2 separate regions of the Gasterosteus aculeatus genome follow, and region 1 is linked to region 2. Evidence: chromatin contacts called from public Hi-C data. All regions are on one chromosome and are shown on one strand. Each heading gives the region's core, a stretch centred on a gene start, on an enhancer-like site or on the middle of the called end of the contact. The rest is flanking DNA. Distances are from core to core; before and after follow the strand shown.

Region 1 (6,069 bases), core at 2,363-4,862, 130 kb before region 2:
TGTAAAGGAAACGTTGACAAAGAGGAATCTACAATTCTGAAAGGAAGTAAATGTCCGCTCTCCGTTGTCATTTTTCTTAAGGCTCACAATCCAAATGAAAGAATAGCAAAAAAGAGACCTAATGCTAACATCTGCTAGCGAGGTGGCGTGGTATATCTAGTGCGGTAATACTGAAGGGTGGACAACACAACTCCACTGCTCGATACATCGGTAAACCAAGCCACTTGTAGTGCACAGTATTTGTCTTTTTTTTCCTTCCAACTTAATAAAATACTGAGTTATTTTTTTGTTCATTGGCAATAAAAAGGTATAGAAATATCTCCCGACTGTACAGCTTTCAAAGGTTAAAATATGAGTGAGAAAATTAGTAACACTGATAAAAAGAAATGACCCACGGTGTTTTAGTAATAAAACATTATCTAAAACGTGTCGGCTCTAGCTTCCAAAGTCTGTATAATGCATTTCCTTCGTTAGTTAAAATTTGTATTTGTCTTCATCTTTTTCTTTACAAATTGATTTTTTTTGGACAGCGAGAAATCGCTCTCCACCGGAAAAGTCACTAGTATTTTTTTAAATTCAGGCACACCTGGATTTTCTACACAGTAGTGAACTGAAAGGAACTGTCAGAGTGACCGGACATCACCTCCTGCATTCTTCCTGCGCACGGGGAGAGGAGGAGAGATGTGATTGTGTCTCGGGGAGGAGTCGGGGTGCCTCTTTCAGTCCGTATCGCCTTTCTCCTGCAGCGTCTGGTTCTGCTCTCCACAAGCCGTGTCTGTTTCGCCTCCACTCCCCTCTGTGACCTCCACCTCTGCTTTCCCCTCTTCCGTCAGCCCTTCCTCTGCATCCATCGCCTCCTCATCCTCCTCCCCTTTCTCTTCCTGACTGCTTCCGAGCAACTCATCCCGCCTTGAGTCAGCCTCCTGGTCTTCCTCCTTGTCTTCCTCTTCCGCCTCTATTGCTGTCTTCTTCTTCTGCCCTCCTCCCTGCACCAACACTCTCTCCATCTCCTCCTCATTCCTCTGCTCTTTTCCTTCCACCTCCACCATTTCTTTCTCCATCTCCATTTCATTCCTTTCCTCCCCTCCTTCTCTCTCCTTTAATACTATTTCTGTCTCCTCCTCAATTCTCTCTTCTTCCTCCTCCTCATCCCCTCCTTCGTCCCCTATCTGCACCACTTGGATGTCATCCATGTCCACAGCGCCGTCCTCCTCCTCGTCTTCACTCTCCTCGTCCTCCCTCGTGCTGCTCCCCCGCTCGTCCAGGTCCAGCTGGGAGGGCGCCAGGAGCCGCTCCAGTCGAGCCAGCGCCTCCATCTCGGCCCGGGCCTCGCCGTCCTCCTCGGGGCTCTCGCGGCCTTCGCCCTGCGTCTCCTTCTTGCAGTAGGAGTAGCGGTGGTTCATGTGCTGGGAGTAGGAGCCCGAGTGCGAGAAGCGCTTGCCGCACTTGTCGCACTGGTACGGCTTCTCCCCCGAGTGGAGGCGCATGTGTTCGATCAAGTGGTGCTTGTGTTTGAAGGCCTTGCTGCAGATGCCGCACTCGTGAGGCCGCTTCCCTGCAGAGGAAAGAGACAGTAAGATGTGCGTCAACATTTAGGAGGAGTGAAGGCGCTGTTGGGTTTAATAAGGTGCAGACATGGGAGTAATAATCACCCCCCCCCCCTTTAAGAGGCTGAGATCTATCATCGGTGTATCCAAGCAAGACGTTTCAAAACAATACAACACAATCACAAATGGGCTCGCAAAACCTTCAAGGAAACTTTATCCAGGCAGTGAGCTGCTTTTCACCTCGCGATGAGGTCATTTGAAGCTGAAAACCACTGTTGCAAGCCAGGTATCAGAGTAAGAAAAAAACAAACCAACGCCTCTGAGAGTGTTGACCCACACTTGGCCACGGAACCATCATCTCAGAGCAATCCAAATTACTACCAGAGCTCGCTTCTTGCGAAACATTCAGGGGCTTCACATGAGAAGCTGGCAGTGCAGAGGTGGGGAGTTGGCGGAAAGAAGTTCTCAGACCTCTTCTGCGCGTGTTGAGTAATACCTGCTGGAATGGAGGTGTCCACCCCTCTCTGGGCTGCAGCTCAAAATCCCCCTTTCTCTCGCACTCTGACTCATCTTTACCAAGAACTAACAGTGCTGGTGAGACCAGTTCCGGTTGTGCTGTTTTATGTCTTATGACACACGAGAGGTGGTATTTACCCGTGTGTTCGTATTTGTGTCTCAGCAGCGAGCTGCTCTTCTGGAAGATCTTGTCGCACAGGTCACAGGCGTACATGCTGCCGTCCGTCTTCTTCATCTTCTTCCGCGCAGGGCCCGAGTCCGAGTCGTTCTGCTCCTCCATGGTGGACACGCCTTCTGAGCCCGTGTCGTGCTTCTCCTCCTGAGGAATGTGACAAATCACAGATGTATTCAAAGGGTTTTCAAGACCAATGACTCACGCTGCAGCACGGGAAACTAGCCTGTGTCACAGCCTACTTAAATCTCTCTTGGATGCTCTTTTTAAAAAGTAAAATCTCTCCGGATTTCCAGGTTATGGATGAGCAAGTGTTTCCTTGGCCCGAACTAATACACATCCTGTTCACTTACCATCACACTTCCGGGTTCTCTGCCATCCCTGGGCTGGTAAAACTCATCTACTGATGCAGCGCAACAGGATGTGGGGCAGTATTAAGGGGATGATATATACACGGAGCTCGTCCATTTTACAAGGCAGGTCTATGCCAATCCACTTAACACAAAAGTATAATACAACAACAATAAATCAATGAGGCAGGCAGAGGTGTGCCGTTTAAACAGATTCCATCAGATCAATAGGAGCTCTGCAGTAAAGTGCAGCCTCATGTCCTCCAGGCGACAGCCTGGGAAGATCACTCACACACCCGCAGCCATCTACATCCATCATTAGGCGTCGGCACAATGAAGAACTATTAAGGGCTGAATTCAGACGTTTCTATATATGACTTATTGATTACGTTTGGGATGGTTTCACACTATCTATCATGTCCTGGTGGATTTTGAACAATGAGAAGTAATGATCTGGACGGAGGGGTTTGACTGATCGCTCCTAGAGAGAGAAAAGACAGAACCACTTGCTTGTGAAAATTCGCTCCTGCATAATCTGCTTTCAGCTGTTTTCTAAGTCAAACCTGTTTGCTGTAGCTGACCAAACTCCAGCAGCATCGTAGTGTAAAGAGCAACTGTGCTGTCAGACTTGCGCTAATGAAACTAGAGTAACAAAAGCTCTGAAATGCTGATGAGGCAAATACAGCTCTGAGCACTTAAAATTAACATCCTCCCTTGTCCATTACATTAGCGTGCTTTAAAGGTGCTTGTTACTGGGCTCTCGCGCTTGCTGTTCCCCCCTATTTTCAGTCTGTGCTAAGCTACATGTAGGCTATTCCTTATCTTGATATTTCGCCTACAGAGAGCAGTATTGTGTAATCGCAGGGGAAAAAAAGCAAATGAGCACGTTTTCCCAAATGTCAAACTCTGCATTTGAAAACTGGGACACTCAGCTGCCACATTGGGGGAGTAAATGATTACACACCTTAACTCCGTTGAGGTGGATGGTTTCCTGCGTCTGGGTCCCAGCAGGGCTACTGGCTGTAGTGGTATAAGTGTAAGCCAGCTGGGGGATCAGGATAGTCTGTTTGTTGTTAGTGGCGAGTGCTCGTAGGCATTGCATTGTGGTCACAATGTCAAGGGCTTTGGCACCTGGCTGGCTGGCGTACAGTGCGATGGGGCTGGCGCCCATGGCTGAGAGTGGCGATGCCTCTTTCTTTGTGCAAGTTAAGTTTAGGGGTTCATCCACATTGGTAGAGCCAGAGGAAGGGGAGGGGTAAACACGGGCTACAGCCACCACTCTCTCCCCTTCCTCTCTGGTGGGCCTTGGCAGCGACAGGTCTAGGGGTCCCTCAGTGCTCTGGGGAGGCGGGGCTGGGACGGGACCCCCAGCTGTCAGGTTTAGAGGTGAGGGAGAGGCTGGGGTGCTGTGACTGCCGTTGACTTCCGCTGGGGTGGCTTCGGTCGGGCTGCCCCGGGTCCCGGAGGGGCTCATATTGGCCGTGTCCTTCCCCGGGACAAGAGACACCACTCTGCTGGCTTCACAGGTGTCCTCCTCCTCCTCCGAGGGAGGTGTCGGGGCACCCAGCGATATCTGACCCTCCTGCATTTTGTCAAACCACTTCTTAACCACATGGATTGGCAGGCTGACTGAGTCGGAGATCTTTGCCAGCTCGTCCTTGGTGGGCTCTGCGTTTAAGGCAAAGTAAGCCTTGAGCAGGGACAACAGGTTCTTGGGTTGATTACAGAGACCTCCCTCTGAAAGCAAGGCAGCAACAGCAGAGTCCGACTTATCCAGGCCCACTCCGTTCAGCCTCACGCCGTCCTTCTTGCAGTGCGTGAGGGCATGGAGTGCTTCCAGCCCACCGGGACAGTTATCACACAGGAGACAAGTCTTAGTGGTGTTTTCCTCTTTTTCTTTCGTTTCATTTGGCCCGGTTCTCCTGATGGTCAGATCCTCAGGGAGTTTCTGGGACTTGAAGGTGTCAGTGGTGGTCTGGTCTGGAGAGGTGGGTTCAGACTCTTTCTTCAGGTTGTGGGCCATGAGCTGCCCCTGGTTGGGGTCCAAACTGTAGTTTATAATGATTTTTGCATTTCCATCTTGACCCACAATGGGCAGGCTGATGGCTGAGATGAGTTGCTGCTGTGCAGGATGGAGCATTCCAGTGGTTAACCCCGAGTTCACCTGCCCTTGGCCTTTGGCATTGCTTTCTAGGACCTGACGAATGACGTTACCGTCTACCGCCACTTTGAGAGCATTCTGCAGGTCTGCCAGGTTGATGCTGATGGGGGACATCAGCCCCACCGTGGGCAGGACCACGGCTTGCACTGTGCCCTGCAGAGGAGTGGAGCCACCTCCATTGAAAACCCCGCCGTTCATGGCGGCCATGGCTTGGGATGTTATCAAGGTCGGCTTGTACTCGTAGTCCACAGGCTCGGTCTTGATCTGATTGAGTGGCAGCTGCTCCTGTAGGGGCTTGCTGTGCTCCAGCTTCTCCCTGATCTGGGTGTGGAGGGCCGAGGGTGACGTGGGCAGAACCGGCGATAGACCCTGGCTCTGGGTTTTGGCGTTCCCCGAGCGCGGCCTGCCGTTGACTGAGATGACGCTGATGCACTTCTTACTGCTGATGTGGGAGCTGTATGAGCCTGAGTGGGAGAAGCGCTTCTTGCAGTTGGAGCACTCGTAGGGTTTCTCTCCTGAATAAAACGATGACGTGGACAACAGAGAGAGAACAGAGGGGGGGGAGGAGGGGGGGGACGCAGACGGATTTCCATTAGTGAATGAAGCTAAGTGAGCGAGCTAGGCAATGAGCATTGTAGTATAGTAGGAAAAAAGCTCTAATGCATTTCAATGATGCTTAAACGCTGATGTAATGGCACCGTTGGGAAATGCCCCTCCCTAATTGCTGTCCCATAATGCCAAAATAAACACAATTATGGTAAAATAAGGACTGAAAAACAATTGAGGATGTCTAAATACAGGGAATTGGTAAATACATAAATAAACCATAAATATCGGTTCAACGGAACCATCTGTGGCCAACAGAGAATCATGGCAGAGAAGTTCAGTGTCACGTGCATGCACAAACCAACACACACAGACACGAGCGAAATGCTGCCATGGTGACGGGGTTGTCCACTCACCGCTGTGGATGCGTAGGTGCTCCTTTAGATGGTGTTTGTATTTAAATGCTTTGCCGCATTCAGTGCACTTGAATTTACGATTGCCTCCCGACTGGGGGATGTGTCTCTGTTGGACATGGGAAGAGAGGGGGACATTCAGTGAGATGCACCTTGAAAACACAACCTTTGCACCGTTGATCATTTGCGTCGCAGTGTCATTAATCAATCGCGGAGCAAAAGTTCATGTTTATTTGTCCTGAGCTGCTGGAGACACAAAGCTTTCATGTAGGTTTGCATAATTTAGGATCACTTTGAGCGTAATCACCACCGAACGCTACTGAAACCTTCTGGCGAACCAATCCAGCCGCTTTGACTACTATAA
Region 2 (6,233 bases), core at 3,149-5,648:
GGGTCAGGGTAAATGAGCCTGTTAGTCACCCGAGGCTGAACTGGGCCATAACAGTGATAGAAAAGTGCTGTTAGGAGCCTCTGGAGTTCTCATGTTGTCCTCTCATCACTCTTTACAGCCTGGCTGAGCAGCTGGAAGCGGAAAACACAGCCTTCGGTGTCAAACTAAAGAGAGAAGTCCCATGTTTGGGTTTCCTTTGGCTTTTGGGGGTTTGGAGAGCAGCAAGTCCCAAGGCTGAGTCACTCTCTCCTCTTGGATACAGTTTTTTGTGTTTGTGTTTGGACCCCTGAGCGTTCTGCTCAGGACCTGACCCTCACCTGACCCTCGTCTTTTTCCCCACAAGCACACACGTTAGAGCGCTGAAAAATGTTAGATTTAGAAGTGTTTTCTAGACAACGCAAGCTCTCAACTCCGGTCCCAAGGCATCAATTCGGTGCGGTGTGTACTCGTAAGAGCCCACATACTTTAAAATCACACACACACACACACACACACACACTCACACATCCACACAGTGTCACACCTAATGGTGTAAGTGCGTAGTAAGCGAGCTCCTCTAAAAGGGCTGAGATCCTTTTGACTGATTCATTAATTGGCTAAATGTTCACGTCTAGCAGTTAAACCTTCTTCAGGAAGGAAAGATATATTTTTTAGAATTTGGTATACATCATAAGTAAAAATAGGGACCTAACCACCCAGTATGGTAGACACTAGTAAATTAATTATAATTGATAGCAGACTATTTTAAAAAGTGTACATGAACTGAACAAGCAAGATTTCTTCAATGAGGTTATTATTGGAATGAAGGTTCCAATAATAAACGAACATTGAGTGTTTACAGCACATTCAGAGATGTCTTCCCTTCATTACAAGTTTACAAAGTTCTATCTCCAAAAAGGGAAGGGAATTAAATAGGAGATTGCTGGGACATTACAGTCCCATGAAATAAAGCAGTTTGTCTATTTCTGCAGGCATTCTACCAGTCGACATAACAGTGTATTAACTTTTGAGTGAGTGTGCTGTTAAAGCTAGTGACAGGCCATTGGAAGGTGTTTATATAGAGACACAGCAAGATTAGAAGATCATGTCAAATCAAGACATATAGTTAGCATAATGTGCCTTGGTAGAGATACACTTGAAAGCTCTGGAAAAGCAGACATTGAGTTTCAAGATTATTTTGTCAAAACAATCATTAGTTGCAGCTCTTTTTCCATCTGTAGGTTAATTCCATCATAAACCTGAGAAATAGAACCTGGACTTCTGAAGAGCTCACACTGTGGTGTGTGGTCGGCTGCAGCTGATGTGCCCCAGGTGCTGCACCGCCTCCATCAGCTCTCAAAGTGACCGTTCACCTCTAAATTGGACAAGAGACGGAGCAGCAAGTGAGGGGATCTGAAGCACGTGGCAGCTCTCCACATTATATAAATCCACACCGCTTTATGGGCTCCATCAGGGTAGCGATCTAAATCTGGGTTAACAAGCAGAGCTTACCGCTAAGAGCCCAGGGCAACAGAAAAGAGAAGAAAAGTTCTTTTTCTGAAATTCATTTCCCATAAATCATCTCAGGCTGCAGTCTTTGAAGTGGCTTTTTTAGGATCTGGACAGGATGTGTGTGGATTAGAGGGTTTTTTCCAACCCAAAGAGGGAGAGGAGAGAGGAAAGGCATGAAGAGTAGGAGGGGAGAGGAGAGGAAGGGCAAGGTGATGAGGAAAGTAGAGGGTTAGGAGAAGTGAAGAATGGCAAGGAGAGGACCTGAAGTGAAGGGAAGAGGAGAGGAGAGGTGAGGAATGGTAAAGGCACAAGATGAAGTGAAGAAAGGAGATGGATGGTAAGGTGAGAATATTATTGGCATTAAAGGAATCAGCATAGAAGATCAGAGGAAAAGAGATGAGAGGAGACAAATTGAGAGAAGGAATTATAAAAGATGAAAGGACAATAAATGAGAGGAGGGAGCCTAGGAGAGGTGTAATCAGAGGAGGAGAGGAGAGGAATCAGGAGAAGAGGAGAGAGGAAAGGAGGAGAGAGCTGGAATCAGGAGAGGAGAGGAACCCACAGCTGCATTGTGATGCTGAGAGCAACTGATAATCCACACATAAATAGAAACTGTGAACAAAAAGGGAACACAGCATGCAGAAGAATATGTGCTAAGCCTTATTTGGACTCTCATTGTTCACTGCTCGTCATCTCCTGTGGATGGAGCAGAGGAGGGGGGTGGGGGGGAGTGCCGCTGGGCAGGCACGCCGCCAAATGCAAATATTGTGGAATAAATGGTGCTAAATCTCAACTGTGCCACTTTGCACCTAAGCCTGTGTTGAATTAACACTGTTATCATAAACAAAACATTATGTCGGTGTGGAAGTGGGCTACGCGTTGACAGATGGTTAAGAGCATTAGAGAGATACCTGCCAAAGGGCGCCTCTCACCCCGTTTGGGATATTAAAATTCAAAAGGCGAGCAGCGGCGGCAAAAGCACCCGTGGCATATGGCCCGGTAAATATTGACTGATATTTTAATTACCCTTTGCATAATCTAATAATTAATCGCAAACATTAGAGTTTCACCTTTCCCCGCCGCTGCTGACTCGGTGTGAAGGGCCGTCACACACTAATGAAGGTTAACGGCCAACCGCCATTTCTTTTTGATGTAGTATTTAGATCCTTTACAAAGGCCAACACTGCAATACATGCTATACATTATAAATGAAGCGCCGCAAAAGTATTCACGGCGGACAACGCCCGCTTATACAGTATATATAATGTATTATTACTGAATTTTAATAGTAATTTTCATACCTCGTAGAGTGCAATACATTGTCTATGCTGGGTAAGGCAAGTCATATTATATTGTTTTACATGATTGCAGGTTTGTGATGGAAAATGCCCAAAACAGAATCATTTTGCTCTCTGGTCTGTAAGGTCCAAGAACATTTTAGTTTAATTCACTCCTCGTGAGGAGTACAACTCAGCCTGGGAAAACAGTTCTATAAAGGTTGGGCTTTTTATGGCTCTGGAGGATGTTGTGTGCAAAAACCTTTAGGCTAGGACAAAGAACTTCAGGACTCTTGGAGTCCTAATAAAGTGGTTTTAATAAAAAAAAGAAGTTGTGATGCAGAGGTTTCCTGAGCATTCAAAGTCCGCAAGCCACAAAGAACATTGGGTTGAATTCATTGGAACATTTCGGGCATAGTCGCCTCTTATTGGGTAACGTGCTGGTGTCTATTTTATTATTTAAGTTTAAAAGATATGGAGTTGGCTCTGGGTTGGTTTAATGTTCCACGCCACGACACGTTGACGTCATCTGCACCGAAACCAGCTACAACAACAGAGCTATCTGACCTTGGAGCTCGTCTCCACATTCCTGCGGGCGACTCCTTGTGAGCCTTTGCTTCGGTGTCTTTTGACTGGACACCTTCAAGTTATATAGGATAAGATACAATTGCTCATCTGTTACAGTTTATAGTATCATCTACATTGTGTTTACTGGGGGGGGGGGGGGGGGTCCTTAATCCGATTACATGTCCCGCAAGCATAAATCACTTCTAAACATCAAGCTAAATATGGCTTGGTTATATGTTACTGATACATAATGTCATAAGTCTTTGTTGTTTTCACTTCATCCCCTATTCCCACTTCCACAGGTTTGTTTCTTAGGATATGGGAGCCTGCGTGTTGGAGATGGATGTTGTTTCAAAAATGTAGCATGCGTTGGCAGGCCAAGCATACAGAGTTTACCTGTAATGCTAATGCCAATGTCCCATTCTCCATGGCAATAGATGTCAGATTAACGGAGATGTTGAGGGAATCGTGGATTTATCACAAAAGGTTACAGGAAGCGCTGAAGTTAAGGGCGCATGTTAACTGTGCTCTATAGGCGACACATTAAACGTTTATAAGGGAGATTTTGAACATTGTTTGATCAAGTAATAAAACGTCATAATTCACAGGAGGGGATGGCAGAATGGAAATATTCCCCACCCCTAGAAAATAGTCCCTCTGCAAACTATTGATCTACAGATTATCCAGGAAGACAGTTTTGTTTCATGTACTTATCAATCCTTTAACTTTATTTTCCTTGCAGTGTTTTTCTTACTAAATTTTGTGTGTGGGCATGTGTGTCCACGCACAGTACTGTACGAGTGTGTGCGTGTGTGTGTCAGTTCATGTTTATGCATCCTGTAAGAGGGATTGCATGAAAGGAAAAAGATGGTTAGACGTGAAGAGGGGCTCCGAGAGGCTCCACAGTGTTCATACTTTCTCCCTGGAGACAGGGAGGGGGGCTGGAGTATGTTGCACCGGGTCGGCATGGTGGGACCATCGACCCCCCCGCGGGCCTGAGGAGTTCAAGGGCACGCGGGCTTGCCGTCTGACAACTTGAGCACGGGAGGCGAGCGCACGAGGAAGCGCGTGAGGCACGCGGGCAGCAGTCAGTCGGTCCGCGCGGAAGAGGCTGCTTCTCGGTCTCCGGTAGCCGCGGCGGGCTGTCCGTGGAACTATTGAGCAAGTGTTTATTGTTCTGTGGGATCGCGTGGAACTCCCCTCTAATTGCTCTCGTTCATCAACACGGGCCAAAGGCTGATGTTGAAAACATCTGAAAACTTTTTAGCGCGAGTGCGCGTGCATGTAGAGTCCGACGCGAGGCTGGAAAACGAGGCCGCGATGTGCGACAGGTTGGAGGGCCGATTGTTGCTTTTACCTGCGAGTCCGAAAGCTGCCATACGTGACCTACTCAGTATAACTAACATTAATAATACTATTTAATTTTAGAATACATTCCCAGTGACGTCAGAACATGAAGTAAACAAACTCAAGTTACGGATTCTACAACGTTTTATTGCCTTGTCACACGTTGCAGATTTATTGACTGATGACATATTCTTGGTTGAAATTAGTCTTATGACACTTTGAAAGAGGATTAATAACAAGCACGCACCAGCTCTCCATTACCCATTTTACATTGTCTGACGTTATTCATGTTACCGGTGTAGACGGTCAAGGATGAGCCACGTTGACGTCACGTGGTCACTAGTGACCTCTATTTGCGGTCTTAATAGCGTAGACATGAATACATTATAGAATGAGGTCATTACGGAGGTGAAATCCCCACAGTACATCATAACAAAGAACGAATATTGTTACTTACTACTTGGTTACTTACTACTATTGGTACTTTTCCTTTTTCATATTCCATCTCTTGCTGTAGTCTTTCTGGGTTCTATCATTTCCAAGCTGGCAACATGACAAGAAGCTGATGTCCAGTAAGAACGTTTTACTGGATAACACTGGTAGAACAACAGTGTGTTCAGAGTTACTTAAAGTAATTAACATACATGACTACAACTGGTCTGCACCAGTCATGTCCTAGAACACAGTTAGTATTATACTGCCCTCTACAGGATATCAGAAATACTGTTGGTTGATGTTATGAATCAAAGAAAATGTGTTTACTACAATATACGCTGCTTAAGATGCGACTTCACTATGGAGTCAATAAAGAAAAAAAAGCTCAGAATTAATACATTTTCAGAGTTTATTTTTCTAATATTTCTTTATATCACAAAAAGTCTCCAAAGTGCTGACTAGGATCTGTATAGAAACTGTACACAAAGCAAGGCACTATACACTGAGAGATTAAAAAAAAAGAATTACACACATTACATCATCACCCCGGCCTACATCTTTTTCTTCTGACACAATAACGACAGTAGACGCAAAAATAAAGCTGCTTTGTTGGATTTGTAAAATGGCGAACTGTACAGAGAGTTCTGTGATTTCCAGTATTTATCATCATATGACACAGACTGACTCAATATCATTCAGCATTCATAGCTCAGTGAATATTCATGGAGCTTCAAAATATATATTCAAAGATAAATATAAATGATTTGTAATGGACAAATACATAAAGCAAAAGCAGAGCACGTGAAGTGGAGTGTGTTGAACAGGCTGACAGGTCTGCTCCCACTCTCCACAGAAGGCCGCATGACCGACAATGTAAGGTGACCGGGCTGTTTTCTGCATATGGTACATATGTACATTAACATTAAATTCAATAAACTTAACAAAAGGTGCATTTGTCTCCTAACTTTACGACCGGAAAACACAGACTCAAAGATGGTGGAGGAACACCTTCTCCGTAGCTTCGCTGCTCCCTTCCTCCGTCGTGGTTACCTCAGGTGAGGCTCCCAACCTCCGCTATGTCCCAGGCATCCCGGTGTCTTCAGATCAGCTCGCTGT

What was found. Hi-C and Micro-C count contacts between places; a contact is called where the count stands out from the background.
Region 1: a contact with region 2 is called in a Hi-C map of blood and trunk muscle, with 2.4 times the contacts expected there. The contact joins two enhancer-like sites. A contact is called at or near these places in 5 of 6 Hi-C or Micro-C datasets (blood and trunk muscle, skeletal muscle, tail fin and 1 more).

The regions. Positions count from the first base shown.
Region 1 is chr21:7,423,609-7,429,677 of fGasAcu3.hap1.1, reverse strand. It overlaps zeb1b (zinc finger E-box binding homeobox 1b), which reads right to left. Exons shown (of 8, transcript XM_040167031.2): 5 at 5,709-5,814; 6 at 3,550-5,261; 7 at 2,202-2,382; 8 at 1-1,555. The coding sequence ends at 720. Among protein-coding and RNA genes, the nearest start is that of zeb1b, 39 kb to the right of the region's middle. Within about 2 kb of position 3,612, at least 2 of the 9 cell types and tissues checked have open chromatin away from gene starts, as enhancers often do.
Region 2 is chr21:7,292,501-7,298,733 of fGasAcu3.hap1.1, reverse strand. svila (supervillin a) reads right to left here. Exons shown (of 37, transcript XM_078097022.1): 37 at 5,513-6,233. Among protein-coding and RNA genes, the nearest start is that of svila, 66 kb to the right of the region's middle. Within about 2 kb of position 4,398, at least 2 of the 9 cell types and tissues checked have open chromatin away from gene starts, as enhancers often do.